7 separate regions of the Mus musculus genome follow, and regions 1, 2, 3, 5, 6 and 7 are each linked to region 4. Evidence: chromatin contacts called from public promoter capture Hi-C data. All regions are on one chromosome and are shown on one strand. Each heading gives the region's core, a stretch centred on a gene start, on an enhancer-like site or on the middle of the called end of the contact. The rest is flanking DNA. Distances are from core to core; before and after follow the strand shown. Region 1 holds the start of 9430069I07Rik (RIKEN cDNA 9430069I07 gene). Region 2 holds the start of 4930413F20Rik (RIKEN cDNA 4930413F20 gene). Region 3 holds the start of Pop1 (processing of precursor 1, ribonuclease P/MRP family, (S. cerevisiae)). Region 4 holds the start of Fbxo43 (F-box protein 43). Region 5 overlaps Nipal2 (NIPA-like domain containing 2). Region 6 holds the start of Kcns2 (K+ voltage-gated channel, subfamily S, 2). Region 7 has its middle 35 kb from the start of Gm22208.

What was found. Promoter capture Hi-C pulls out the DNA fragments that hold promoters and counts their contacts. Capture Hi-C pulls out chosen DNA fragments and counts their contacts.
Region 1: a promoter capture Hi-C map of hippocampal neurons shows a contact between it and region 4, with 2.7 times the contacts expected there. The contact joins the promoter of 9430069I07Rik here to the promoter of Fbxo43 in region 4. A contact is called at or near these places in 2 of 39 promoter capture datasets (3T3-L1-derived adipocytes and hippocampal neurons).
Region 2: a contact with region 4 is called in a promoter capture Hi-C map of 3T3-L1-derived adipocytes, with 21 times the contacts expected there. The contact joins the promoter of 4930413F20Rik here to the promoter of Fbxo43 in region 4. A contact is called at or near these places in 11 of 39 promoter capture datasets (3T3-L1-derived adipocytes, the C10 cell line, cranial neural crest and 7 more), 1 of 484 Hi-C or Micro-C datasets (uterus), 1 of 115 datasets of contacts at active chromatin or transcription factors (embryonic forebrain) and 1 of 9 other capture datasets (embryonic stem cells).
Region 3: a contact with region 4 is called in a promoter capture Hi-C map of liver, with 8 times the contacts expected there. The contact joins the promoter of Pop1 here to the promoter of Fbxo43 in region 4. A contact is called at or near these places in 13 of 39 promoter capture datasets (3T3-L1-derived adipocytes, the C10 cell line, the HPC-7 cell line and 9 more), 3 of 115 datasets of contacts at active chromatin or transcription factors (the 230-238 cell line, large pre-B cells and pro-B cells) and 2 of 9 other capture datasets (adipose tissue and liver).
Region 5: a contact with region 4 is called in a promoter capture Hi-C map of second pharyngeal arch cranial neural crest, with 6 times the contacts expected there. The contact joins the enhancer-like site here to the promoter of Fbxo43 in region 4. A contact is called at or near these places in 6 of 39 promoter capture datasets (the 3T3-L1 cell line, the HPC-7 cell line, hippocampal neurons and 3 more).
Region 6: a contact with region 4 is called in a promoter capture Hi-C map of liver, with 6 times the contacts expected there. The contact joins the promoter of Kcns2 here to the promoter of Fbxo43 in region 4. A contact is called at or near these places in 10 of 39 promoter capture datasets (the HPC-7 cell line, cranial neural crest, embryonic stem cells and 5 more), 1 of 15 datasets of contacts at CTCF or cohesin (embryonic stem cells), 1 of 484 Hi-C or Micro-C datasets (embryonic stem cells) and 2 of 115 datasets of contacts at active chromatin or transcription factors (astrocytes and embryonic forebrain).
Region 7: a promoter capture Hi-C map of embryonic stem cells shows a contact between it and region 4, with 7 times the contacts expected there. The contact joins the enhancer-like site here to the promoter of Fbxo43 in region 4. A contact is called at or near these places in 6 of 39 promoter capture datasets (the 3T3-L1 cell line, the C10 cell line, cranial neural crest and 3 more) and 1 of 115 datasets of contacts at active chromatin or transcription factors (embryonic stem cells).

What each region holds. Positions count from the first base shown.
Region 1 is chr15:34,356,051-34,359,721 of GRCm38.p6, forward strand. It overlaps 9430069I07Rik (RIKEN cDNA 9430069I07 gene), which reads right to left and starts at 1,822. Exons shown (of 4, transcript NM_001256161.1): 1 at 1,724-1,822; 2 at 300-383. The coding sequence starts at 371. All of the region lies in intron 4 of Matn2 (matrilin 2), which reads left to right.
Region 2 is chr15:34,673,063-34,676,903 of GRCm38.p6, forward strand. 4930413F20Rik (RIKEN cDNA 4930413F20 gene) reads left to right here and starts at 2,011. Exons shown (of 4, transcript NR_045883.2): 1 at 2,011-2,143; 2 at 2,328-2,504. All of the region lies in intron 1 of Nipal2 (NIPA-like domain containing 2), which reads right to left.
Region 3 is chr15:34,493,823-34,497,844 of GRCm38.p6, forward strand. Pop1 (processing of precursor 1, ribonuclease P/MRP family, (S. cerevisiae)) reads left to right here and starts at 1,489. Exons shown (of 16, transcript NM_026340.3): 1 at 1,489-1,593. It overlaps Rida (reactive intermediate imine deaminase A homolog), which reads right to left and starts at 1,424. Exons shown (of 6, transcript NM_008287.3): 1 at 1,231-1,424. The coding sequence starts at 1,295.
Region 4 is chr15:36,162,256-36,166,160 of GRCm38.p6, forward strand. It overlaps Fbxo43 (F-box protein 43), which reads right to left and starts at 2,606. Exons shown (of 5, transcript NM_001081253.2): 1 at 2,215-2,606; 2 at 1-914. The coding sequence starts at 804.
Region 5 is chr15:34,634,823-34,638,772 of GRCm38.p6, forward strand. The region is part of intron 3 of Nipal2 (NIPA-like domain containing 2); the gene reads right to left. Among named protein-coding and RNA genes, the nearest start is that of 4930413F20Rik, 38 kb to the right of the region's middle. Within about 2 kb of position 2,084, at least 8 of the 459 cell types and tissues checked have an H3K27ac peak or open chromatin away from gene starts, as enhancers often do. A contact at or near this core is called in second pharyngeal arch cranial neural crest, where this site is marked.
Region 6 is chr15:34,835,808-34,839,525 of GRCm38.p6, forward strand. It overlaps Kcns2 (K+ voltage-gated channel, subfamily S, 2), which reads left to right and starts at 1,548. Exons shown (of 2, transcript NM_181317.4): 1 at 1,548-2,045; 2 at 2,643-3,718. The coding sequence starts at 2,686. It overlaps Gm32970 (a long non-coding RNA gene), which reads right to left and starts at 2,868. Exons shown (of 7, transcript XR_383919.3): 1 at 2,532-2,868.
Region 7 is chr15:34,565,077-34,569,046 of GRCm38.p6, forward strand. No RefSeq gene overlaps it. Among named protein-coding and RNA genes, the nearest start is that of Gm22208, 35 kb to the left of the region's middle. Within about 2 kb of position 2,400, at least 14 of the 459 cell types and tissues checked have an H3K27ac peak or open chromatin away from gene starts, as enhancers often do. A contact at or near this core is called in embryonic stem cells, where this site is marked.

The sequences.
Region 1 (3,671 bases), core at 572-3,071, 1.8 Mb before region 4:
TCTTATTCACCCATAGTCCCTCTCCCAACCTACCTGCCACCTCCTCAGAGCTGGAAACAGCTTTTGTATTTCCCGGTATTACCCCCTCACCCACCACAGTGCCTAAGCCTGGCTCATAGTAGGTCACTAGGCAATGTGTGAAAGGTTGGTGGAGATGCTGTCTTTGAGAAGCAGTCCCTCTCACATCTACTGCCTCTTGGTGGAAGCTTTCCCACCCTGACTTTATTAGCTGGGCCCTATGGAGCCATTTCTCTCTTTTATCTTCTTCCCAAAGCATGGACTAAGGATGAGATATTGACCTCAGTAGTCAAGCATTGTGCACGCCCCATCCTAGAGATACGCAGGGATCCGGCTGCTTTAGTGATAGACATTTTATGGTTCTCCTAATTTAAAAAGAAAACAAAAAGGACAAACAGATATAAAGCATTAGAATTATTAGAACTTATGGTGTTCTTCTCTGGCCCAGTTCCCAAAACTAGACAACACACTGATATTTAAGCCAGCAGGAGGTACCCTGGCCTTTCGGGAATTAACCATATAGTAAGTGTATGCCCATCCTCTTCTTCCTCCTCCTTGTCCTCCTCCTTCTCCTTCTCTGTAAGTTGTAACTATAACCACTATTTTAACCACATACAACCCAACTGAGCACACAAGGCCTGGGAAGACTGGCTGCAAGGAAGCGAAGAGAACTCAGCTAAGTCTGACGTGTAGTTCATGCAATGCAAAATTGTTACAATACCACACGGAGAGCAATTAAACGCTAATGGAAAGCAGTTTGCACAAATGTCTGTAATTAGCACTGCATTTAGAAAGCCAAACCACAGTTTCCACTTCTCGTCTCACTTCTTGTTTTCAGCACTGAGCAGTTAATGGAAGGACCTCCCTGTCCCACTGTCAACTTGATTCTCTGTTCTGGGGCTCCTCTGTGACCCCAGGACTCCTGGAACCTTTGACACTCCCTCAGGTTCCCCAGCAGAAGTCAGTCACAGCAAATATTCACAGGTTTAACAGAATTCGCTGACAAGCCAGGGAGTCTGGAAGGGTCATCTAGAATAGTCTCACACATCTCTTGTTCACCTTGTCCTCTTCAGGTGTGTTCAGCCATCATGCCCACCCCTTTTCTGCTTTCTCCTCTTTGAGGAGCATAAAATATTCTCTGTGTCTCATGCCCGGTGATTGGCTGGGGCCTGGGAAGCTGCCAGTGCCTATTTTCTATGGGCTGGCTTAGCCATGCCAGATGAATTCTGACACCAATAAATAAATAAATTAATTAACTAATTAAACTAAAGAGCTTTTCTTCCTTCAATTTCACAAGCAGTCTTTGTCAGTCCTGCCCAGCCCAGCATAGGCCTGGTATTCCCAGACTCCTCTCATCCTGAGGGAAGTGCCTAGGCTTAGGGAAAAAAGGAAGGACCCAAGCAGAGCTCTGCCTAGCACTGTGGCATCAAAGAGCTCAAAGCAGAGGCTACCTGGGCTTTGAACAGGCAACTAGGTGCAGGATAGGGAAGTCCACTAAAGGAAGGACAGAAGCCTAGAGTAAAGGCTCTTAAATTCAAGAGTGACAAATGGATCAGAGAGCAACTCCCAGAGTCCTCGGAGACTCCAACTCTACAATCCAGTGTCTCCCTTTGTTTGTCCTTTTTCACAAAAAGATGTTGATTTTACTTTATGTGTATGCATGTTTTACCTGAATGAACGTCTGTTCACAGCATGTACCACATACCTGTGGAGGCCAGAAAGGATGTCAGATCTTCTGGAACTGAATTTATAGATGGTTATGTGCTGCCACGTTGGTTCTAAGACCCAAACTTGGGTCCTCTGCAAGAACAACCGTGCTCTTAATGCTGAGCCATCATTCCAGCTTCCTCTTCCTACTTCTCTCTTCCTCTTACTACTCCTCCTCTTACTCTTCCTCCTCCTCTTACTCCTCCCCCTCTTACTCCTCCTCCTCCTCTTGCTCCTCCTCCCCTTCTTACTCCTCCTCCTCCTCTTACTCCTCCTCCTCCCATTCCTTCACCTCCCCAAAACATACTGTTATTTATAATTACAGGTGTCATAGAAGCCAAAGGTATTATTTTCACTGTGATCTAGAGTGGTTGCGAGCCACCTTATATGGGTGCTGTGAATTGAACTCAGGTCTTTGACAAGAGCAATACATGTTCTTAGTCTCTAAATTATCTCTCCAGCCCTCCTCCTTTTTTTGACACTTAGTTTCACTAAGTGAGTGAAACTAGAAGCCTCTGTCCTCTTGAGTTTGGGGGTTTCAGGTTTAGTTTCAGAGAGCTTCTGCCCGATTGTTTCTGCCCTTTGAGGTCCTATAACCTTGGGCAGTAAGGGTTTGGGGAAGTGTCTAGCCAACACTAAGTTAGGGGAAGTTAGGGGAGACACACTTGGAAAAATGTGGCTGCTGAGCCTTGTCTTCTGCCCAGGCCTAGTTATCCTGAGCCATTACCAGAACCTTCAGCACCAGAGGTAAAGGTGCACACTTCCTTCTCAGAAGCAAATCATACTGTCTCAACTGAATTTCTGAAATGGGGTTTGTGAGACTAACAGGGCCATTGTCGTCCATAGGTTTCAATTTGGACCCTGACATTATCATCTTCAGGTTGTGGCTGCCTCAGCCAGACCTGCTTACTTAAACTCTTTGACCCTCAGTTTCCTCACTCACTAAATGGGAACAATGATCACAACACTGGGAACTTACACCGCTGTTTGAACTACGACAATCCATGTGCTGAGCCCTTGGTGACAATGGCTGTGTGAAGGCTAAGCTGAACCAGCCAGACCTCTGTCTACATGCTGCCTCCCTGCTGACACTAGTACAAGACTCCTGGGTGAAATGAGACACAGCTACGCACCATTTGATTAACATCCCACTGACTGTTAATCCTCCATGCCGTTGGCTGTACACAAAATGTGGGAAGGTCCCTGAGCCACTGCCTTGCCACACAGACACACATTACAGATTAAAGTATACTTTCCTTGCTGCTTTCTATGTATACTCTGCTTTTGTGGAGAGAGGGGACAGTCATAGGTGATTCATAGATTCGCAGAGTGTCATGGACATCCATCTCAAAGTACTAGCTCCCTTTCCCATGCAAATGGAGAACTTTCTATCTCCTGTGGTGTCCAGGTGAGAAATGGATCTAGAGAAGCCAATTATGTACTGCAAAGCACCTGGATCCTAGACACCCTGTGTTATCATGTGAGCTGAAATCTTATTCTGGCATTTCTACTTTTGATCCTATTTGTACCCTCTGAAGCCTTACTCTAGATACATGAATAACCTTTCAGGTATGGAAAACTATTCATACCTGATCCACCCTGGGCCACTAATGTCTCTTTTTCAGAGGATATATAACCTCATTTTAGGTGACCTGGTTTGGGGCATTTTGAGCGTCTAAGTAACATCAGCTTAGTGAACACCAATTATTGCAAAGTCCCCTCCCATTCAAAACTAGATCAAATGCATTAGAGCTCACTTTCTGAGTTCCACTCATGGAATGGTCTATATTGCTGATTCTTTATGCCTTTCAAAGGGCTTTCCCTACCCAGCATTATCATATGAGACATTGACTGTAAAAGTACTTTTATTTGCCTGAAGTAATTGTTGTCTTGAAGGCTTACTGCTGAGTAAGCTCACCCTTTCTACTGCTTTCTGAACTCTGGCT
Region 2 (3,841 bases), core at 761-3,260, 1.5 Mb before region 4:
TCATTTTTGTTGCATGTATATTTTATGTGTGGTGTGCTTGCACATGTGCAAGTGTTGTGTGTGTATGTGTGTGTGTGTTTGTGTGTGTGCTATGCATGTGAAGGCCAGAGGTTGATGTAGTGTGTCTTTCTTGATCACTTTCACCTTATATATGGATTCATGGTGTCTTGATCAAACTTGCCGGTTTAGCTAGTATCCCTATCCTGCTTGCTCTGGAGAATCTCAGCTTTCAGTGTGCTGGAATTGCAGGAGGCCACCATAACCTGGGCCCCCAACCTTTAGTCTCCTGGTTGCACGCTCTACCTACTCACATACCCTGACTATGAACCTCTAATGTTTGAGATGATGGAAACTTGAAATTGTATAGCTAATTTCATTTTTAAAATGTATTCCTTGAAACACAACCTTAATTCCCAATTTAAACTGATAGCATGTCACCATTTAAATGTACTTTGTTATGCATCATAATGTGTTAGGAATGTGATAGTCCTGAAAATTCAACAAATGTCTTCAAAACTTATCTGAAAAGGCCAGGTGCTTTCTATGATGGAAGATGCATTCTGCCCTAAACTTTAAAAAAGAAATCTGAATCATACTCTCAAATAAGAGACTTCTTCAGGGTTATGAGGTTTGACCTTTGGTTTTTATTTGACTAAGTAAAGGGAAGTATATATATATATATATATATATGTGTGTGTGTGTGTGTGTGTGTGTGTGTGTATACGAGTAAATGGTGTATTTTAAATATGACTTTTTAGATAATAAATATCATACTATGATATAGTGTTAATCTTAACAACATTTTGATCTCATTTTTAAAAATTATGTGTGTATGTGTGAACCTGCATGAATATAAAAACCGTATGCATTTGGGAGCCCATGGAGACCAGGGAGACCAGAAGAAGTTATCAGATCTCCTGAAACTACAGTTATAGGCCCTCGATCATGAGCCATCCAGTGGGTGCAGGGAATGGACCCCAGGTCCTCTGTAAGAGCAGCAAATGCTCTTAACTGCTGAGTCATCTCTCTAGTCCCAGCTAATCTCATCTTTAAATGACCACAATATATTAAACACTTTAAAACTTCCCTGAAGGTCAAACATGACACATCCTATCTATGTAACAGATTTAGTTCACATCTGGCCAGTTTCAAGCCTCTACCTCCTGTTATATCCTAATTTGGATTTTGGGGGGCTGAGGGGGTTGGTTGGGTTTTTGTTGTTATTGTTGTTTTCTTTTTCTAATTTAGAGTTTTTGAAAAGTTTTTATTGATTTGCTGTGAGTTTAACATCATGCATCCCCATCCCACTTAACTCCCTGTCCCCACTTATCTGCCCTTTGTCCTGGCAAACTACCCCACCCCCAAAGTAAAAAATGAGCACTTGAGCGCGCGCGCGTGCGCGCGCACACACACACACACACACACACACACACACACCAAAGCACAGAAAACATATCATCATGGAAGCTGTAGTGTGTCACTGTATGTCCAAACTCTGGTAGTTTGAATATGCTTGGCCCAGGGAGTGGCACTATTTGTAGGTGTGGCCTTGTTGGAGTAGGTGTGTCACTGTGGATATGGGCTCTAAGACCCTTGTCCTACTAGCCAGAACAAAAGGTAGAATTCTCAACTCCTCCAGCACCATGTCTGCCTAGACCCTGCCTTGCTTCCTGCCATAAAGATACTGGACTGAACTTCTGAACTTGTAAGCCAGCCCCAATTAAATGTTGCCCTTTATGAGTTGCTGTGGTCATAGTGTCTCTTCACAGCAATGAAACCCTGACTAAGACACCCTCTGTCCACACATCTTCACTTGCAAATGTTCACTGCCATGAGTGCAATGGGTCATTGGTCTGGTTCAAGATCTCTGGCTTTTGTGACATCATCAATATTGGAGTCTCACTCGGCCTCCTCCCAGTTATCCTGTTGTTGCCCTATGTCATAGAGATCCTACAGCCTTGGATCAGCAGGACTTGCCCTTTCAAGTGTGCCAACCATTTGCATATGATATAGAGTTTGGGGTGGGCCAACTCAGAGCCCTGGATCTGGGCCTGGGTGGTAGCTGAGTTGTTTATCTCACTGGTTCTCCTTTATCCACACCACAGGGGCAAGCTTTCCAGCTCTGCTTGTCAGCAGTAGGCAGGTCAGCTCTTCTACTCTCATGACCCCAGGGCCAGCTCTCCCAACTGCTGCACGTGGTAAAGGGCAATGGGGGGGGGCATCATACCCACACCAATGTCACCTCACAGCAGAGGAGTGGCAGGGCCAGCTCTTCCATGCTCTCACCCTTGGGGCTGACTCACCTGCACCCCCTTGACTTTGACCAGGCCTACTGTGCTGTGATCCCTGCTGCTGCATAGACCCAGAGACCCAGACATGGTCCTCAGCAGCAGCTCAGGCTGGGACTTTATCCGTGGCTCCAGGTGATGGAGCTGGCCACCCACAACAGGCTTCTCCTTTCCACCCTCGAGTCTCCAGTTCCATCTCTCTTCATAATGCTCAAGGTATTCTACTTCTCTTCTCTTTTCACCACATACTCACACATTGTGGTGGCTCCCGCTGCAGGCTGGCCACACTGCTGGCAGGCCCCTGGGTAACATGGCAGGGAGTGGCAGCATGTGAGTGTCTAATGGCCCGCCTGTACTGTTTGCTGGAGGAAGGTCTGTGGGTGGCATGGTGGTCCACAGGTCTCTGTCTGTCTTCCTCCTCCTGCCCTGTGCTGCCTGGGTTTGATTTGATTTGTTTTTCTTGAGTCTCAGGCATAAAAGAGCTTTGGACACCAAGCCAGGCATCAGGCTAAGATGAACATCTGCTCTGCCCCAACTGACATAAGAACATGGCCACCAACATGGTGTCTCTTTGCCCATTGCCAGAGTGGTACTTTTTTTTCTTTTAATTTAATTTGTTTTGACTTTTGGACTGCCTGACCCAAACCCCCAATGGCTCCTGATTATCTGACAGATAAAACTAATTTCCTTACTTTTCCTTTAAGGCAATCTGGGACCAGATCCAAGGACCTAAGCCCTATTCCCACATTTAGTCTCCATTTTCCCTAACTGCCACATCTACCATTGAGTCTGGTCCACAAACTGTAGGCATGGAAATTCCTAGAAAGTGGAGCTGTTCCTTGTCATCAGGGTTTCCCTTTCCTAAAATGTCCTCCACCTGAACATACTTATCATAAAGACCTACCTATTCTTAAGTGTCCAACTGAATCCCTGACCATCCAGCTGAAAGCTACCTGACTGTGGATTTCCACTGGCTTTTACACCACTCACATGATACCACATGCCCCATTTTTGGAGTTACAGACATCTTCCTAGTCACCTAATAACATTCCTGAAAGAAAGGTTTGGGTCTCAGACCACACTGAATATTTCCATAGTGCTTAGGAACATTAATTAGCCTTTTGTCATGAAAATGTGTGGACACAACATTATCGTGCAGGCAAAACTCTGTCACACCTAACCTTCCATACCAGCTCCCCACCTTTCCAAGTGGGACAGGATCTCAGTGCAAACTGTAGTGGTTTCTTAGCTACTCGCCCAGGGTTACTACTGTTTGCTCTGAGACTTTCTGCTGCAGGCATTCTTACGTCAGTCTCTGGCAGCACTGCTTCTAAGTGGCCACTGTTCCATGAAAGCTCTTTGGGGGCAGCAGGACTTTTCAATGGAGGAAGGCTACTTGATAAGACCTGATGACAATCACTGTGAAAACACAGAGAGCTAGCTGGGCAACCACCAAAAAGAATCTGTGCAAGCATCTCAGATATGACAGAACTGAGGGAAACATCAAGAAGCCAGTCGATCCCAGGACCAATCATGAGTTGTGGGGCATGGGG
Region 3 (4,022 bases), core at 239-2,738, 1.7 Mb before region 4:
ATCTTCAGTTTTGATTGACAGCAAAGAGACACTGTGTCAGAAATGACTTTTTCAAAAGGAATTGGCTCTAGATACGTTTTAGTGAAGACTTAGAAGTTAGAGAGGAGAAAGTTATATAAGATACAATACAGTGATTTTTAAAGCTGAGGTATTTTGAGGAACAAGGTTTTAAGTTAAGTGTGCTGGTCTTCACGTCAGCACTAGGAATGCTCAAACAGGAGAACAGCAGGTTCTAGGTTAGTCTGAGCTACAAAGTTAGTCTGTCCTTCATAGCACCCACAGAAGGAAGTGAAAAGAAAGTACCATTTCTATTTAAAAGCACTTCTGGTAAGCAGAGATAAATGCCAAAGGGTAGTTTTTATTTTTCCAGTACATATATGGTTAGCTCTAGTATATAGGATAATCTCAGAAGATCACCTTTGGTGTTACTTGCATTTGATATTAGTGGTAAATAGGCATGGATAAACCATTCATAAGCATCATTGCATTCCTACACGTTATAGAAGCCAGAGACTAGGATAGACATACAGGTATTTGCTGAGTACTGTCCAAATGAGACAAGCATATCTTGTAAATTAAGAAAGGGTTAGATCAAACTTCATGCTAGTAAAAGAAGCCTGTCACAGAGGACCAAACAGTGTATTATACTTTTTATAGCAAACGTCTTTAACAGATAAACCCTATAGTGATGGAGAGGAAATAAATGGGTGGTTGTAAGGAGCTGGGGAAAGATGCCATGTGGAATAAATGCTAATGGTATAAACCTTATTTTAGGTTGGATGTAAATGTTTTGAGAATAGAAAGTGATGATGGCTACACAACTTTTGGGCATAGTAAAAGCCACTGAATTGAACCCACTAACAGAATGAGAATTCTATGGGTTGTTTATTCTATCTTAATAAAATTGTTACAAAAACCAAAACTAGAAGCCACCAAGACGAAAGGCAAGGGGGTTGGGGTGATGCCACTTCTAACCAGAGAAAGCATGTAGCAAGCTCGCCTTCGGGGCCCCGGCAGCTCCAGATGGGGGCAAGATCTTAGGAGTGCAAGTTTCTGGTAGCACCAGGGCTCCCCCATTCTCTGAGGGATTTGGATACACTGTACTCTTTCTGAACTTAGTTTCTTCGCGCGTTCTAAGACTCTCTTTTGCTCGGACCAGCAGGGGCCAAAGCTCCAAACTTGCAACACTGCACCTACCTGGTCCTTCAGAGCTACAGTAAAAAACATTACCTGTAGGGACCAATGGCCGCCGGGGCTTTTGTGGTGCTGATCACCTTTCTGATTATGGACGACATGCTAATCCTTCCCTCTTGAAGACCCTCCAGAAGAAGAAACGATGGTAAGTAACTACACCCACTCTTGTCCACTGACCAGACAGCCCTAGGCAAAAGAGTTTTAGTTCAGGGACAGCCCCGTGCGAATTCGCACGGCCCGATGGGAATTGTAGTTTACAAGCGACTCCGGGACACGTGGAGGAAGAAGCCGTGCTGCGCACGCGCCCTCAGCCCGCTCGCTCACCCTCTGTGGTGGGAGCTTCTAGGGATCTCAGAACCTTGTCATTCTTACCGGCGAAGCCCTCGGAACTTTTGGCAGGTTGGTGGTGAGGCACTAATGCTTAGCCGGGGCCGCCAGCTCGCGGGGGCCTCGCGTGGGGGCTTGCCCACAGTGGCGGCTTCGGCTTGCGGCGCTTTTCACTTGGGGAGGTCCATGCTGCCCGGGCGGGCCCTCTTGCAGTCCAGAGCCTCAGGCTCCTGTGCTCGTTTTTATGCTTATCGTTGCCCTGCCAGGCGGAATCCCCTCTGGGAATGCGCTTGTATCCCTTTCTGGGTACCGTAAAGGACAGGGATGGGTCATTCCGGGGAACCAAGCAGAGGTGTGGGTTGTCTGCCTTTCGCCATCCCGTGCTTCCTTTCTATGCATGATCGCCTCAAGATTTGAGCAGACCGGGGTCTGCTTTCCGGAGGCGAGTCATCTTCTCCTAGCTCACGACTTCAGCTTTCTCACTAACGAACCTGGGTAGATAAGAAGATGTACTAATTAGTAACTGATAATATATCATAAGGAAGTATATTTAAAACAATTCTTTAGTGTAGCTGGTATAATTTTGCCTTTTGAGAAAGATAAAAACTAATTTTTACTCTCTAAATAGATGTGTGTATGTTTATTTTTTCATAAATACGAGTTTTGGTAGAGTATTTGATACTGCAAGACATAAAGCATCTAAAGTGGTTTTGTTTGTTTGTTTGTTTGTTTTGTTTTTGTTTGTTTGTTTTTTGAGAGGGTTTCTCTGGATAGCCCTGGCTGTCCTGGAAATCACTTTGTAGACCAGGCTGGCCTCGAACTCAGAAATCTACCTGCCTCTGCCTCCCGAGTGCTGGGATTAAAAGCGTGGGCCCCCACGCCCGGCTTTTTTTTTTTTTTTTTAGAGCTGATTTGTTGTTTGATTTTTATAATAGTCAGTGATGAGATGCTATTTTGCCTAAATATGTAGTACAGTCGGAACTATAATTAGGGCCAGTTGTTGGAAAAGTCTATCTCAATCCCAAATCCAAATTAATGATTTAAAAAATATAAAATTTAACCCAGCAACTCAATTTCAAACTAGTTTTTTAAATCAAACAATGCAGCCCAGCACAATCCAAAGACGTGCGGCATGAGAACAATTTAAAGAGAAATTTAGGCCTGTTTTTATATCATTGTTTCCTTTTTTTTCTTTTTCTTTATTTAATGTACGAGTGCTCTGCTGCATATATATCTGCCTGCCTGAAGAGGATATCAGATCCCCCTATAGATGTTTTGTGAGCCACCACGTGGTTGCTGGGAATTGAACTCATGACCTCTGGAAGAGCAGCCAGTGCTCTTAGCCTCTGAGCCATCTCACCAGCCTGTATAACATTGTTTCTTAAGAGCATAAACCTGTATGTACAGTAAGAACACTGGGTTCATAACTTGCCTGGGATCTTGGCTGAGCTGTTTCAGGCAGTATTTGTTGGTGTTGTATGGTGTGTAAGCATGGGATGTCACTGCTGAACTGTGGCTGTAGTGACGTCTAGGTAGAGCACTGCCAGAAACACTTTGGATTCATTACACATTTGACTTCTGAATTGTTCTTGCTAGATTTTTCATCACCTCACATTCAGCTACATGACCCTATATGGGGTTGTGATCCCCAACTGGAGAAGCTCTGAGGCTACCTACAGTTCTCATGCTGTGTCAGAAGGAGCGTAGTTGCGGGCTAAATGTTTCTTACCTTGTTAACGTTTGCTTTATAGTCAAAGTTCATGTATGTGTGGATATGAATATCCAATACTTGTGTTGTTTTGATCCTGTACTTTGTTTATGGTAGTCTGCTAAGTGCAGTGTGACAATAAGAAAGGTCAGACCTGTGACCCTCTGTCAACATGCACTGTAAGAAATCCTCTTGATTCCCTGTCATCTTGTCCTGTGTAATGCTGAGGGACTGCTTCCGTGCTTCAAGAATGGTGAGATCCTTTTTCTTGGTTTAGGGCTTCATGCTGGAATACACGAGCTTCCTGCTTGGACTCCACAGCCTATTTGGTTCCATCTTCTTCCTATGTTCCTCTTCTAGTCCTCCTGAGTTTTGATTCCTGTTGTTCACACGGTAGATTCCTAAACAAAAATTACAGCTGACATTTTCTTACTGGCTTTCCCTGAGGTTGCACAGTTTCCCTGTATAGAATATTTCATTTGTGCTTTTAGTCTCCAATTGTTTTGAGTTTTAGGAGTAGTGAATGGAGCTGAGCCTGGATGGAATCTCAGAATGCTTACCAGATTGGGGAATTTTCTCACTAGTGGCTTGGTTACCTTTTCTTTGAGGCACAAGAATAACCTACTTTCTTTGCTGTTATCTACATAAAGTTTATGTGTTGGTAGAATATTCTAATATTAAGGAATTGAAATGCAGGCTTGGTAACTGCTTCTCTGAGTTTTTCTTATTTCAGTATCTCCATGGTGCACGTTTTAGCCTGGACTCCATCAGCAAAAGAATTAATGGCTGTTGT
Region 4 (3,905 bases), core at 1,356-3,855:
ACTGTCTCTCACCTCTCCTGAAGAATCAAGAGTTTGGTTTCCATTAAATTTGATTTTTGCTATGAGACTACTTACTGGAGTTACAGATGTAGTCACATCTGCTCCATAGGTTGTTTGGCTACCACAGGAGCCCAGAAGTTCAGGACATGTATTCTCATCACTAACACTTAAACTGCTGTCACTAAAGTGTGTGATAGAATCTTTAAAATCATTGCCTTCAATTGGAGACAGACATTCCACTTCAAACAAGCCACAGTTGTCTTTGGAATCTTCAATGGTGGAAGTCTTGTGCTGAGAAAAATGTAACCTTGAGTTCTGACTGTTGGAAACCACATCCTCTGTTTTTATCGTGCTGGTAACTAATGGGCTAAAGTTGTCTTCCTTTGGGAAACCTGAAGTGCTACCTGGCAAATGTTTTTCTAGGCTAACACCTTGGCTTATGTTACTTTCCAGAGATCTGCTTTGTGAATCAGAATCCCCCTTCAGAAGAGGGAAAGAAAAGTCTAGCCGCCTGCGTAATGTGCATTTTTTCCTTCTGAGTTTAGGAGTCTCACAAAGTTCTGGGCTTTTATCCTTTTCCTTCCTTAGGGACACAGACTTCATTATTTGACTGGGAGATACTGCAGAATTGGGGGAACCTAAACTTGGAGTTTCAGGATGCTCACAGGTTAGCATAGGCTCTTCTTCTTTCTTATTAAGGCTGCAAGATTCTGACAGCTCGTGATGGCCCCTATATTTAAAGGAGGATGTGGAACAAAAGTCTATGAGGCTGAGACCCTTGACAGTGACAGCAGAGGAGTCCATATTGCTTCCTGCTCTGTGGCTGGCTGAGTGCCTTTGGGATATCTTCAAGCTCTCTGTTTTTACCAAGTAGATACAAGTTTATTCTTCCTTTGTGATGTGCAGCCAAGCAACTTATAACAAAATATATAATTTGTGTTAAATATAGATAATAGGAAATTATGTGATTTTTTTCAAGTTACTTAAAAACAAATTTTCATAATAAACTGTCCTAAATGTCCTACTTAAAATACCACCTTGCTATAAACTGTATTATATTCTGATTACTTGACAACCATAGGCAAAGCACCAAGCACAAATATTTACTTGAACTATTCTTAACAAAAACATACCAGCCTTATTTTCAGATTATTTTGTTACTGTATGATTTTAGTTAGCAAGTGTATATTCGGTTGCAACATTCTAATGTCTCTGTGTTCAGTTATTTCCTTTCAAAGCTCACCAGGCGAGGCTGGGGCTGCGGCTCAGAGGTCAAGAGCTTTTGCACTGCTCTCACCAGATACCCAGGCTCGGTTCCCAGCTCACATCCTCATGTTCAATAGTGTCTCTATGTATGTCTCTATGGGCACTGTACTCATGCACATACACAGACATACATAATTAAAAATAAATCAGAAAAAAACCACTATGTTTTTTCTTTTTAACATTTATTTGTGGGTGACACACATGCAAACATAGCATGCCATAGAAGTCATTTCTCTCGTTCGGCCACATGGACTTAGACATGTATGGTATGTAAGTTAAATATGTAGTTTAAATATTACAAAATAACCTGCTACAAAAACCACAAGATCCGAGGCTCACTGCTATAAAGCAAAGTGATTTTTAAGCCTCTTCCGCTTTTGGGCAGTTTTGACTTCTGATCCCCTGTGCTTATGACTAACTTCTGCGCATGCCTGGTAGGACAAGATGATTAAGCTCTGCTTTCTACAAATTGCTCCAAATAGTAAGTTACAATGTTTCCTCTCATAAATCACTTTCTCCTGAAAAAATATTAATTCAATCAATTTGCGAAAGTTAGAGCATGTGCATTTACTGTATTGTATTGAATTTTATTCCATGTGAAATTTATTCTAAAAGTGACCTGTTCTGCCACTTCACCACTAGGTGCCTCACCAGCATAAGATTTGGGAAATGGAAGCTAAAAACCGTTGGGAATAAAGTAGGAGCCCTGATACACGCTCCCTACTTGGGAAAACCAGAGACTCTGTCGCTGCCTTCATCCTCATCTTGCTTATACACCAAAATGCCTGCTTCAAACTTTGAAAATTATTCATGCAACCACAGGCTGATGAATCAAACAAACCTTTTGATGGCAAAAAAAAAAAAAAGTTCTGATAAATCACTCAGAACTCCTATCTACAAAGACTTACGCAAAATAAAAAAAAATAAAAATAAAAAAAAAAGACTTACGCCCTATACAAGTCAGAAAACTGCTTCGTTAAACCGATGCTCTCATTAAAGTGGAATATCTTACCACCAGTCAACCTTGAGTTCTTAAGACATGTCAAAGTAAGGTAGGCTTCCAAACAACAAAGTCTGTCATCTTTGCCTTTAAAGTTCATGCCGAGGTACCACCACTTAAGAGAAAAACCTCAACAATTAACGGAGCCCGGAGCAGCGCCGGGACGGCTTCAGGAGGGGCAGCGGCTGGGAAGGTCAAGTCGCTCGGAATCTCTCCGCCCCGCAGCAGCCGCACTCTCCGGCCTCTCTCCAGCCAGTCTTGGACCTGGGGGAATCTCCCGACTAGAGACCAGAGATGCCCCCCCACCGGAGCTGCCGAGCCGTCTGCTGCGGGCGGGACTAACGGTCGTCACCCGGACGTGCGGGCGGGCGTGCGGGCGGGAGACGCCCCTGGGAGGAGGGCGGAGCGGCTGCGGGCCGGCGCACCTGGGCCGCGCCGCCCACCTGAGCCGGGAGCCTCGGCCGAGCCCGCCCCTGCCACCTTTCCCCGCCCAGGGCACCACCCTCCCCACCTTCCGTCTGAGCGCTCGCCCCGCCTCCCCGCCCTCATCCCTTCGCAGCTCCGCCCTGCTCCATCCAGCTCTCTGTTGGTCCCTGCATCACTGCGTGCGACCAGACTGGAGGGACGCATCGGTTAGAAAACCTGCAGTGCCAGGCATCATCCCTGGAAGTGTTTCGCCCGATGTACAAAGTCAAAGAATCCTATCAACAGCTTTGGATAGTAAAGGCGTAAATACAGCATAAGGACGGAGAGGTTGACTTCCTAACTATTTGATTTTGGGTTAAGAGAGTGGCAGTGGTCCCTGGGAGTCCACTTGAACTTGTTAGGTAGCCAAGACTGTCCTGGAACTCCTGATTTTCCTGCCTTCATCTTCCAATGGCTAGGATTACAGGAGTGCCCCAATAAACCCAGCAACACCCCCCAACTTTGGTTTTGGTTTTGTGTGTGTGTGTGTGTGTGTGTGTGTGTGTGTGTGTGTGTGTGTGTGTGTGTGTTTAAGACCGTGTCACATGAAGTCCAGGCTGGACTTGAACTCCCGATCCTCCTCATTCCACCTTCCAAGTTCTGGCGTGTGCCACCACACCTGGTTAATGATTTTTTTTAAAAATAGTTTATGATTTTGCCCTCGTTTCTACAGTGAACAAATATATAAATTTTGTGAATAGACAAAAAAGAAAAAAGTTGTGAGTCACACCTCTATAGTCTCTGCAGTCAGGAGGCAGAGGATCTCCATAGAGACCAGCCATGTCTACATACCAAGTTTCAGGTCAGCCTAAGCTACATAGCCACTGACCTGAAAAAAAAAAAAAAAAAACCAACAAAACAAAAGTTATGAATAAATGAGTGACTGTGTTTATTGGTTTCAGACATTCCTTTTTAGGGATCAGAAACAGCCAAGAACCTATCACACCAAATACATTTAAAGTCTTGGCTTTCATTCAGTGTTCCAAGAATGCACAGCCTGACCCCCATCGCCTGTCTAGCTGGTCTTCTCCGAGCAGAGACTCTTTTCTTCCTGGGACCACTGCAACAAGACATTCCACCTAGGCAGTGTTCAAAGTTTTATCTTCTCCAAATTGACACAGGTCTCAATCAGAACCTCAGCTGCCACCTTTAAGCTAGTAACAACCACTACCCT
Region 5 (3,950 bases), core at 834-3,333, 1.5 Mb before region 4:
AAATAAGAAATGTCAAAACTATTCAGATATGCATGACAGGGCTAATTTTTAGTGATTTTGGTCACTTTTACTTATTTTTATCCATTTTAACCCTTTATTTTCACTTTTACTTTGGTGGTGCTAGGAAAACAAGGGCCTCATGTGTGGTAGGCTGTTAGTCCCTATGCCCCAATCTATATCCACTATTTTTCAAGATAAACATAACCTAAAAGTTAGCACCCACCCACAGACACACACAGACACACACGCACACAGGCACACATGCACATTCTTATATAATTTGTTGAAAGTTATGAATCCTAGTACCTATAGGGACAAGTTAGGTAATAGCTAAAAGACAAGAAGTATTGTTGGGCTGTGGTGATGGAGGGGCGAGGGAGCTTGGGTGGCTGTGGCGAGGGACTAGGCATGTAGGCTGTGGTGATGGTGGTAGCTAGTCTGTGATAATGAATCACAGTAGTGGCCACGAGAAACTCTACAAGATCCATGAATGATGCAGGTTAGGTTGAATGATGAATTATTCAACCTAACTGCAAGTCCAGCGCTTCTAAATTGGGATTTTTAAAGAATAGTTTGTGTGATGTGGTCTAACTCACTTTTAAACAGAGGGACACCAATTCATGTCCCTCAAAAACACTGTTTGAGTCAAACAATACAAAGCATTGGCCAGTTCTAGTAATAGGCACCAGTGTAGAAAATATTGATATATAAACTCTGACCTAATCTACAAGTGAGAATTTCATCAATTTCATCTCTAAGACAACTTTTGGTTTTAACCTCTATAATAGTAGGAAAGACAGTATGTTGATACTATGAGAAACCAGAAGGCAAAAACAATAATAAAAATTCCTTTGTCAAAAATATCTCAAACTCTACGCATGAAAAGAACATATTTACATAGTAATTCTACAAACAGACCTTAACAAGTAAATGTCTGGCTTCTGGTTTCTGGTCACTATATGGTAGCTTTTTTGCACTGCTAGAAACAAACCACCAAAACACATCCCTGTCAGCCACAATCAGACCTCACTCTTATGGACAGAGTGAACATACTCAAGGGCTCAGTCAGCTCAAACCATGCTGAGGTACGGCTCTACAACTATCTTTCCCGTTAGTTGTAGAATTTTTAGAAAAAAAAAAAAAAGTATGTCAACTACAATGTATTCCAGCGAGTTAGGATCTAAAGCTTTGAGTATGTGACAGCTTGAAAGATGCTTTCTTATGCTGAAAAAGTTGCCCCACCATCTATCTATGCTGTCAGGGACGAAAGTGTCAAGAAACTCATTTTGATGAAAAAAGTCCCACTTTATTTATTGAGGATAACAAAGACATAACAACTGACCAATGGTGATTTGTATTTTTCTAGACAAGACATTTACCTGGATTAAGGACAGTACTCTTTTCCTTTCTACATTTTCCTTGACATGCATTAATGACCTGAAAAGTCTCCCATCCCCCCAAAAGGTAAAAATACCACCACTGACAACATTAATTCTGTATTATAAATTTAATAGCCCATTACTTCACTGTCAGCAATTTGTCTAGAAATAGTTTGTGGTATTCTCAAAAAAACAAAGATGGATGGAAAACATGTTTCAAATAAAGCTTTAGAATTCAGCAAGTTTTCTGCTTGAGAATGTATGAGCAGACAGAAAATTAAAACGTCAGAGCTTTAGTCCACACGGTTTATATAAGCTGGGTTTTGGACAAATGTGCTGAAGAAAAAAATGCAAGCCATGTGGAAAAGAGGTATTTTCTGCATATTTTCAGCACTAAAACCAATATGCATGTGAAATGCTGTCACAGACATCCATCACAGACATTTCTGGACTGCAGTGAGTTGAGCACATTAGCACTAAGCTTGTTGCTCCCAGAGACAGAGACTCTGTGGCATCAAGGTTTGAGTAAGACTACACATCGCTTGCTCATTGGTCTGCTTGTGTTTCCTCTCATTTGTTTCTAATAAAAGTCTTGGAGACCAACGTTTCTGCTTGACATGACTTCTCTGGAATTTCAAAAGACCCCAGTAAGGCTGCAGGCTGCACTCTGACCATTCTCTAATGGACTGCAGACACAGTTCAGTTAGGGCTTTTTAACAGCACCAGAGAGACACATGAACAATAGAGATCCCACAGGGAGGTTTACAGTGAGGGTTACAAAAGCTAGCTTATTAGATATTCAGACAGAAGGGACCAGGCACAGCTCTGACTCTCATCATCCTCTCAGTCTATTAGTTCCTGCCTTAATCCAAATCAGTTGGGCAACAGGATACTTGGTTTTAATTTCTGAGGAAACTATCCTGGGCCAATGAGAGCTTGCAGCTATTACCTGCCTTTGTGCAATATGATATTCCAAGTATTTGATTCCATCTAATCACCTCCAAATTGACTCTATCTCCTACTCCTATTCACCTTAGCCACAATTAAGAATGGTGTTGTTTATACATCTCATGCAGCACCTGACATGGGGGATACTTACTCAGTGTTCATTTCTTACCTTTAACTGCGCACCATCCAAAGCACTGTGAATGTTTGTGAAATAATCTCTCTCTTAGGCTTGAAATCAGTGTGCTTGTAAGGGTGGAACTGAAAAGTATCACTGGTGCGTCCTACCAATGCCTCTCTGCAGCCTGGAGCCAGTCTCCTCCTGCACAGTCCTGCTTGCTGCCCTTGGATTAATTGACTTTATACTGAGTGAGGTTCCCCACGAATCTCCTTAATTCCACATAGCCTTAATTTCTGGACTGCAAATAACTTCTTATTTTTAACCATCCTTATATCTATTTATAATATAGAACTTAGTTATAAAGGTATAAAATAGACAACAGTTAAGTGTAAGGCCATATTTTGTAGATGCAGGAATGGTCTCATTTCATTCTCTTTGGAATAGGCTTAGAAACGTCGAAGCATTCACAGGAGTGAATATTCTTGAGTATCTTCCTGTGAACTGATTAACTATTGTGAAACAACATAAACTGAAATCTTAGGTTGGAGAAACAGCAGCTAAGAGAATATACTATTTTTGCAGAGGACCTGAGTTTTGTTACCAGCACCCATGTGGGTATATTCATGAGTGTGTACAGTGTGTGTGTGTGTGTGTGTGTGTGTGTGTTTACAACCATCTGGAACTCCAGCTTCCGGACATCTGATGACTCTAGCCTCTGTAGGCACCTGCACTCACATGAACATAGCCATATCTTCCCTTTATAAATAAAAATAAATCTTAAAATTAAAAATAAAGGAATCTTTTTTTTAAAAAAAGAACTGCTGTCCATTTCATCAGTTTATGATTACACCCCCCCCCCCCCCCCCGACCAATTCTACAGGCCGTGTTGTATGAGGTTCCTGGGTCTTAGCTGACTGGAGAAACAGACACACAGGTGTGAGTCAGGCCATTGTTCACTGCCCCCTCCCTGCCACACTATAGTGATGACTGGCTTCATCTATGCAGGTGTTGCATAGGCAGCCACAGGAGCTGAGTTCATGACTGGAACTGTACTATCATGTCTGGAAGACACCATTTTACACTGATTATTTCTGGTTCTCTTTAACCTTTGGCTTTTTTTTTTGAGGGGGGGGGGTTCGAGACAGGGTTTCTCTGTGTAGCCCTGGCTGTCCTGGAACTCACTTTGTAGACCAGGCTGGCCTCGAACTCAGAAATCCGCCTGCCTCTGCCTTCCCAGTGCTGGGATTAAAGGCATGTGCCACCACGCCCGGCTAACCTTTGGCTCTTAAAATCTTTCTGCTCCCTCTTCCAAGATGGTCCCTGAGCCTTGGGGGAGCACCTTTGATTTATTCAGAAAGGGTCTTGGTATGTAGCAATGGCTGGTCTGGTACTTACCACATAGTCCAGGCTGGCTTTGAGTTAGTGGCAGACCTTCTGCCTCAGCCTCCTGGTTGCTGTATTACATACAGGTGTGCACCATGCAGGCTCTGTATCTGTTTTATAAG
Region 6 (3,718 bases), core at 298-2,797, 1.3 Mb before region 4:
TATATAGTAAGCTCCAGGGCAGTCAGAGCTACACAGAGAGAGCCTGTATCAAAAAAATAAGACAGGGATAGGGGGATGGATTGGGAGAGGAAAGAGGGCAGCAAGGCAGTAGTAGATAGGGTGACATGAATAAAGCACAGTGATAAATGCATGAAGATGGCAGATACCAACTGGCAGATCACTCCCTACACACACACACACACACACACACACACACACACCAGCACCACCGCCACCACCACTGTTGCCACTACTAGCATCAAACATCAAAGAACGGAAGCTCACATGAACCACACCACATTATTCTTCTTCCCATATGGAACTGCTTTTGCAGGAAGACCCACACTCACAGAAGCTTCAGAGACATGGGTGTAGCGTCCTTTTAGTGAGGACACATGTAACCAATGCACACATCATATATGCTCAAAGGTGAGTGGCTGATACAAAGACTCATACTTGGATCCACTGATCCAACACAAAACTAGATCAAGGATTCTTTTCAGACCCTCTGAGGGAGCTTAAAGCAGGCTAGTCTTTTGCACTGTTTGCATAGTTCTGGGGATCAATACCTAGGGCCTTGTACATACCAGACAAATGCTCTGACCGGAGTTCAGCTCCAACCCATCAAACAATCTAGAGCCAGAACACCTCTCAATTCAGGTGGCACCCTTAGAGCCACATATGAAGAATGTGTTTCTCGTGGTTGCACTGTTTTTCCTGAGTCTGGAGCCACCTTATAAGAACTGTCCTATTACTTCTGACCAAGACATGAGGACACCAGCTCTCTGCTAACAATGCATGCCACAGTCTGAAAATGAGGACCATGTATTTGCTCAGAGACCAGGGGGATACCAAGGAATAAGGGTCTATTTCTTGGCTTGGCCAATATGAGGGCCCTATGTCTTATGATTGGGAATTCTGTGCTGAAGTCAGTGTTTATACAGCACACAGTTTCTCACACTGTATGCACATACCACACTAATGCATGTCCAGATCCTCATACATGGCACACTGTATGCATCTTCGCATCCATCAGAAGACATATTTGTCAATACTTTACACAGATTTTGGGTAGTCCTACTCCTCAGATTGCACACACGCACAGAACTCCAAGTACTCCTCTGAAGCTCACACTGGCTTGTACATACACGGTATCATGCAGAGTTCTCAAACAGAACTCCATTACTCCTCCCCATGCCAACAGGACCTGTGCACACACCCAAGCTCCTGCCCCACCCATATCCCTGCCACAGCTCAACCTCAGTCTTCTCTGACAGCTCCCATTTTCCGATAACCCCATTTCCAGGTATAGGAAACTTTTCTTCAGGTTTCTAAAAGAGGAAGCCGAAGCCGGTAGATCATTCCGTTGCTGCCCTATCCGCCCTATACATAAAAGCCATCCTTCATTCTCCAGTCTGTTTCCTACAGACCCGGCGAGGGAGGAAAGTCACTGTAGGCAACCCTCTGTCTGAGCCCTGGGGGTGCTGACAATAACAGCTGTCCCTGGAGGATGCCGAGGGAGGGGGAAAAGGTGTCAGCTCCGTGCAAAGCTGGGGGGCGCCCGAAGAACAGAATGATGCTCCGGAACGTCTCAAGAGTCTGGGCGGCGACTGTGCCCCGGGCTGGCGCGCTCGGAGCTGTCCGTTCAGCACCACCGCGCAGCACCAGGCTCAAGGCCCTCTGCAAGGCGCACCGGCTCGGTTCCCGCCCCCGCTCCACGGGCGCCTGCGGCGTGGGCTCCTGCCTCTCGTGGTGGGTGAGGGGCGCGCAGATCGGAAGAGGGGGGCTCCACGAGCGTCGGGGCCACGCAGCCACCTGTGAGCCTCTCGCGGATGTGGGCGGTGGTGTGTGCGGCCGGAGACTGAAGGAGGCGCACGGTGGACCCCGCCTGCCCGGTGGCGGGGCACACAGACAAGCACTCACATCTACATCCTCGCACCCGCGCGCACTCGCGCAGCCAGCCAACGGCGTCCACCGCGGTGATGCTTGCCAGCAGGTCGGGGAAGTTTCCCGCCGGCCTCTGCCGCGGGCTCCCGTGCACCCAGGTAAGCGCTTTTAGAACGCGCAAGGCGAGCTCCGGGAAGGCGCAGCGCACGCGGCCGGGGAGCACGGCGCCAGAAGGGCGCGGGGGTGGTGGTAGGAAGGGGGCTGGGAATGGAATCGGTCCTTGAAGGCTGGAGATCTGGGACGCTGAGTTGACCCTTTTAGCCCTCGGCCCAGATTTACAGATTAGAGCGGTGAATTTCCTTGCCTCCTCCCAAATCTCCGCGCCCCCTTCTTGGCCCAGCCCTGCCAGTGCGCATCTCAGCTTGGGTCCCGCCTGTCTGCGGCGAGAGGGCGGGGGCGTCTCCTTGGTCTGCTCACAGGCAAGGTCAGCACACAGCCCCCTTGGGCTTTCAGAGCCGACAGGCGCCACTCCCTGGAGGAGGTGGAGGCCCGGGTGTACTCGTGGAAACATACACCCTTGTCTTGCCTTGGGAAGGGAGTCAACTCCCATAGACCCATTCCTGCACCCCAGTGCTGGACCTCACCTAGAGACCCTGCTGGAGAGGCCAGTCAGATGAGGGTGAAGAGAAAACAAGAGAAAGACTTGGGGTGGGGAGTGCCGGCGCTCACATAGATGCTGTTCCCTCTGCTTTCAGGTGTAGCGCCCCCGCGCGGCGCGGGCGCCTGGGCATCTCCAGCATGACCCGCCAGAGCCTGTGGGATGTGTCCGATACCGACGTCGAGGATGGAGAGATCCGCATCAATGTGGGTGGCTTCAAGAGACGGCTGCGTTCCCATACGCTGCTGCGCTTCCCTGAGACACGCCTGGGCCGTCTGCTCCTCTGCCACTCGCGAGAGGCCATTCTGGAACTCTGCGATGACTACGATGACGTTCAGCGTGAGTTCTACTTCGACCGTAACCCCGAGCTCTTCCCCTATGTGTTGCATTTCTACCACACCGGCAAGCTTCACGTCATGGCTGAGCTGTGCGTCTTCTCCTTCAGCCAGGAGATCGAGTACTGGGGTATCAATGAGTTCTTCATCGACTCTTGCTGCAGCTATAGCTATCACGGCCGCAAAGTGGAACCTGAGCAGGAGAAATGGGACGAGCAGAGTGACCAGGAAAGCACCACTTCCTCCTTCGATGAGATCTTGGCCTTCTATAATGATGCTTCCAAGTTCGATGGGCAACCCCTGGGCAACTTCCGCAGGCAGCTGTGGCTGGCGTTGGACAACCCAGGCTACTCAGTCCTAAGCAGGGTCTTCAGTGTCCTTTCCATCTTGGTGGTGTTGGGCTCCATCATCACCATGTGCCTCAATAGCCTGCCAGACTTCCAAATCCCTGATAGCCAGGGTAACCCCGGTGAAGACCCCAGGTTCGAAATTGTGGAGCACTTTGGCATTGCTTGGTTCACATTTGAGTTGGTGGCCAGGTTTGCTGTGGCCCCTGACTTTCTTAAGTTCTTCAAGAATGCTCTAAACCTTATTGATCTCATGTCCATTGTCCCATTTTACATAACTCTAGTGGTGAACCTGGTGGTGGAGAGTTCTCCTACCTTGGCTAACTTGGGCAGGGTGGCTCAAGTCCTGAGGCTAATGAGGATCTTCCGAATTCTCAAGCTGGCCAGACACTCCACTGGCCTCCGCTCCTTGGGAGCCACCCTGAAGTACAGCTACAAGGAAGTGGGGTTGCTCTTGCTCTACCTCTCAGTGGGGATTTCCATCTTCTCTG
Region 7 (3,970 bases), core at 1,150-3,649, 1.6 Mb before region 4:
GAATTACCTCTTTAAAGCCCTTCAGAAGGTCTCATTCTGGCAGTGTGGAGTTGGGAAACGCAGCACATCTCATCGCACTGCCTCCCGGTGAGGCTGCATGGCTTGGGGCTTTGCTCCATTTCTCTTCCTCACAAGGACAGGATGGTTTTCCTATTGATGTTTTTGGAAAGATATTTATGCAATTGTCAATTTTTAAATTATGAAAATTAAATGAATCTACCTTTCTGTTTCAATCATTCTTCTAAAAAAAAAAGGTTAACAGACATGGGTTTATTCTCAGCAATTTTCTGTTGATAAGCTGTAGTTCTAGTGTTCAGAGCGTCCCTGGCCACAAGGTACATTTTTTTCTTCCATTATTAACTTCAGTGTGGAAAGTGAAGTTGTTCTCACTGCTTTTGTAATGGAGACTACATGAGTATTGTGTGGGTTGTGGGAAGGGCCAATTACCAATCTGCAACAAAGACCTGTCGTCTTTGGCCACGCAGAAATAGCTCATTCATCACTCTGTCCAAACATGCTCGACATCCCAGTGGCTATAAGAAGGGACTCGCAGTCATGCATGTGTGTGTTATATCCAATGTCTTGGGGTGGGGGGTGGTGGCACTGCTCAGTCCTTTTGGGTAGCTTTTCCTGCCCAGCCTGGGTGTGCCAGGGGTTAATTCTGATGTCACTTGTTCACATTGTTGTGAAGTGGAAGAGTGTTGGTGCCAGGCACAGGTCCCAGGTTCCCCAGTCCTTTCACGTTTGTGTCATGTCTCCTACATCTTATTCAGAAGCTCTAACTTAATTAGCGTTCTGTATAGACAGGACAGTGGGAGGTCAGCAAGGGCATATAGGGAGCATATAAGCAGCAGCCTGTCTATCTCTGAATAGTGCTAGAAACACATTGTGACTGAACCCAACCCCCAAGTGAACTTGCATGTAACAAAAGGTGGGCGGTAGAACCGTGGAAGAAAAAACAACTCTAGAAAACCCAAACTGGCTTTTTGTGTTCCCTCAAGAAGGGCTCTCTAGCCCCTGGCCAAGGAGACTCTGGAAAGAGTAAACAAGAAGTGCTGGAAGCTGGTTTTGTTTGGTGCCATCTTTACTTTCCCTTGTTTCAGTGGAAAATGAGTGTAGATTCCAGGCTGTCATTCCTCAGCTATGGTTTGGATGAAGGTCTACTCTGTGGAGACCTTGGAAGGTCAGGAGCTGAGCCCAGCAGGAAACAGGTGGTTCACTTTAGATAAGGCTGTACAATGTTCAACCAGTCCACTGTGCCTGGAGACAGATTGCTGTCCTTTACAGGTCCAGTATGCTGTTGTGCCCTGGGTAGCAGCAGTGTCCTAGGCTGCCACTACAATACCCCCATACCCAAAAGGGAAGATAGCTGCAGAATGCCCAGATCCCTGGAGATAGTGGAGAGTGAGCAGTTGGAAGGGAGGGCTCCAGGAGACTGATATACACCATCTAGTCCAGAAGGCAGAGCTTTAGAATTCCTAGCTTGCAGTGTGTGGTGGTGGTGCTGGTGGTTATGCTACTGCTGCTGCTGGTGGTGATGGTGCTGCTGCTTCTGCTGGTGGTAGTATGTTGGTGGTGGTGGTGCTGCCGTTGCTGCTGGTGGTGGTGTGGTGGCAGTGCTGCTGCTATTGGTGATGGTACTGGGGTTGGGGGTAGTATTGGTGCTGCTGCTGGTGGTAGTATAGTAAAGCTTGCTCTGTCGGGAGGGGCTCTTCTTACTCTCATTAATTTACTTCTCTAGTTTGTCTTGACCCACCTGCTTAGCTGTACACTCTCTGGTAGACAGGATGGTGGGTCCTTGAAGGGTTCCTTTGTTGTTGCATTCTGAATTCTAGCTGCTTTTTGACTGGGAGACTGATCTTTCTCTTTTCACTTTGAAGAGGGTTCCCCTTGTGCCCCACATCCTCGGCATCCCTTTTTGTACCAGCGCTTTCGCTTAGCCATGCCTGAGCCATCTTTAGATAGATACATGAGAGACACTAAGCCTTTAAAAACTAATGAGGTAATGTTCATTCAGATTAAGCCAGGCAATCTACCAGGGCTCTCTGGTCACATTTAAAGGCTCCCCTTTTCTTATCTGAATACTGCCTCCTGTGCTTGTTGAGTTCCACTGTTTTTGTGGTTTGAACTATAATCTGAGACAGTGTCCATGTTTATGGTGCCTGAAACCACATTTAACTGTTGTTTTCTAGGCCCAGTGTAGCCACCTGCGGCCATGTGAACTGGGTTCCCTGAAAGGCGGGCTGGGGCTGAAAGAGATCAGACATAGAGAAAAGAATGAGGCCAAGACAAACCTTTCTGTTTAAAGCCTCTGAAGTTTACTGAGAGTCCGTGCTTATAAAGAGGGTAGGCCCATCCCCCGCCAGCCCATTTTTGGTGCCTGGAGCCAGCTTGTAGGTGATCTATAGGGTGTGTCTCTGGAACGTCTCAAGGACCTTTCTGCAGGAAGCAGAGTCTTGGAGATGAGCAAATAGAGCCATCAAGGTCAGAAGGCTCTACCTGCTGCAGACTCTCTTTGGTCCCTGTCTGCATAGAACAGATCTCTGGTTGCAGATGGACAAGGAGTCAGCGAATGACAGACAGACGCAACACAAGAGGTTGTGTAGAGTCTGAATGTATTTTCACAAAGTGAACACCAGTCTTATATAATACAGAAAATAAAGGGGGTAGGATGTCACAGCAGGCAAAGTACATTGAAATTACCTGGCACAAAACAAAGGAATGACTTCAAAAGGACTTACAGGAACCAGGTAATATTTACAGTAAAGTTAAAACCTCCCTGCCTAGGGTCAGCTAAAGACAGGTAAGGATTTCACACCCTAGTCACAATTTGTGCTACTCCTTTGAGCCTTGTGAAAGCTAGCACCAGGGGGTTCTGCTCTAGCAGACCTTCTCATGAATAATGCAAACCTCCTATTTCCTAGGCCTCGATAAATTCTTGTATGAGTGTAACTTTTAAGTATCTGTGGAGAATCTCCATTTGTCAGAAGAATTCACCAACTTGCTTCTAATATGCAGTATAGCCTGCTATACCTGGCTGTAGTGAAGATTCCTGTCTCAGTGGGATTCCCCAACTCTTTCATGGTAAACCCACCTATTCGCTAGACCATAGTGTATTCCCTTGTCTGGGTAAGACTGGCTATTGTCCTAAGTAATCACTCTACAGACCAGCCCTGAGCTATTCTAGCTCCATTCTTTGTAATGCCTAGTTAGTTTCACTGTTTCTACTAGAAGTAAACTTGAATGTTACTGAATAGATGACATTCTCACTGAATTCCTACTGAATTCCAAGTTTGTCGGCTTCAAGGATTTTCTAGGATGTTGGAACACTGGCGAAGGCTTAGCTATGTCAGAATTCAATCTTTAAAGGCACTTATACTAAAATAATACTAAAAGAGAGCACGTGGATCCATACACCAGACTAACGTGGGGGTAGGGTATGAGTATATGGGTTATGAGAACGCCAATATTCTAGGAGGTGAGTTTCTCTGAAACTCTTTGCCTTGTGAGTGCTCCCAGGCCTCTTGGCCTGCCAAGCAAACTTCACTAGAGTATGCATAGCATCTACCCTAGGTAATCTCCTTCTTAGTGGCAGCAAGGTCAAAGTCTGGATCAGCCTGCTTCAAGGCTGAGGGAGGCTACAGCCCAGTGAGCCTGTGAATATTGGGCATTTTTGGTGTCCAGTAGTCCCCTCTTGGCTGGCTGGGGACTGAGTGGGTGTGGTTGTAATGTGTGCCCCTAAAGTGTGTGTGTGTGTGTGTGGGGGGGGGTGAGCTGCACACACCTGTGGTCTCCAGAGCCAGGCTAGGTCCCCAAGAGCTCCCTAAAACAGACCTCTGCTTCACCCAGTCTGCTTTTCCTTTCTCCTGTTGTATTCATTCTACTACTACATTTCCACAGCCACGGGGAACCTGTCTCACCATCATATCTTCCACTGTGCTCAACTAAAACTTGTGAAGTTGTGAGCCAA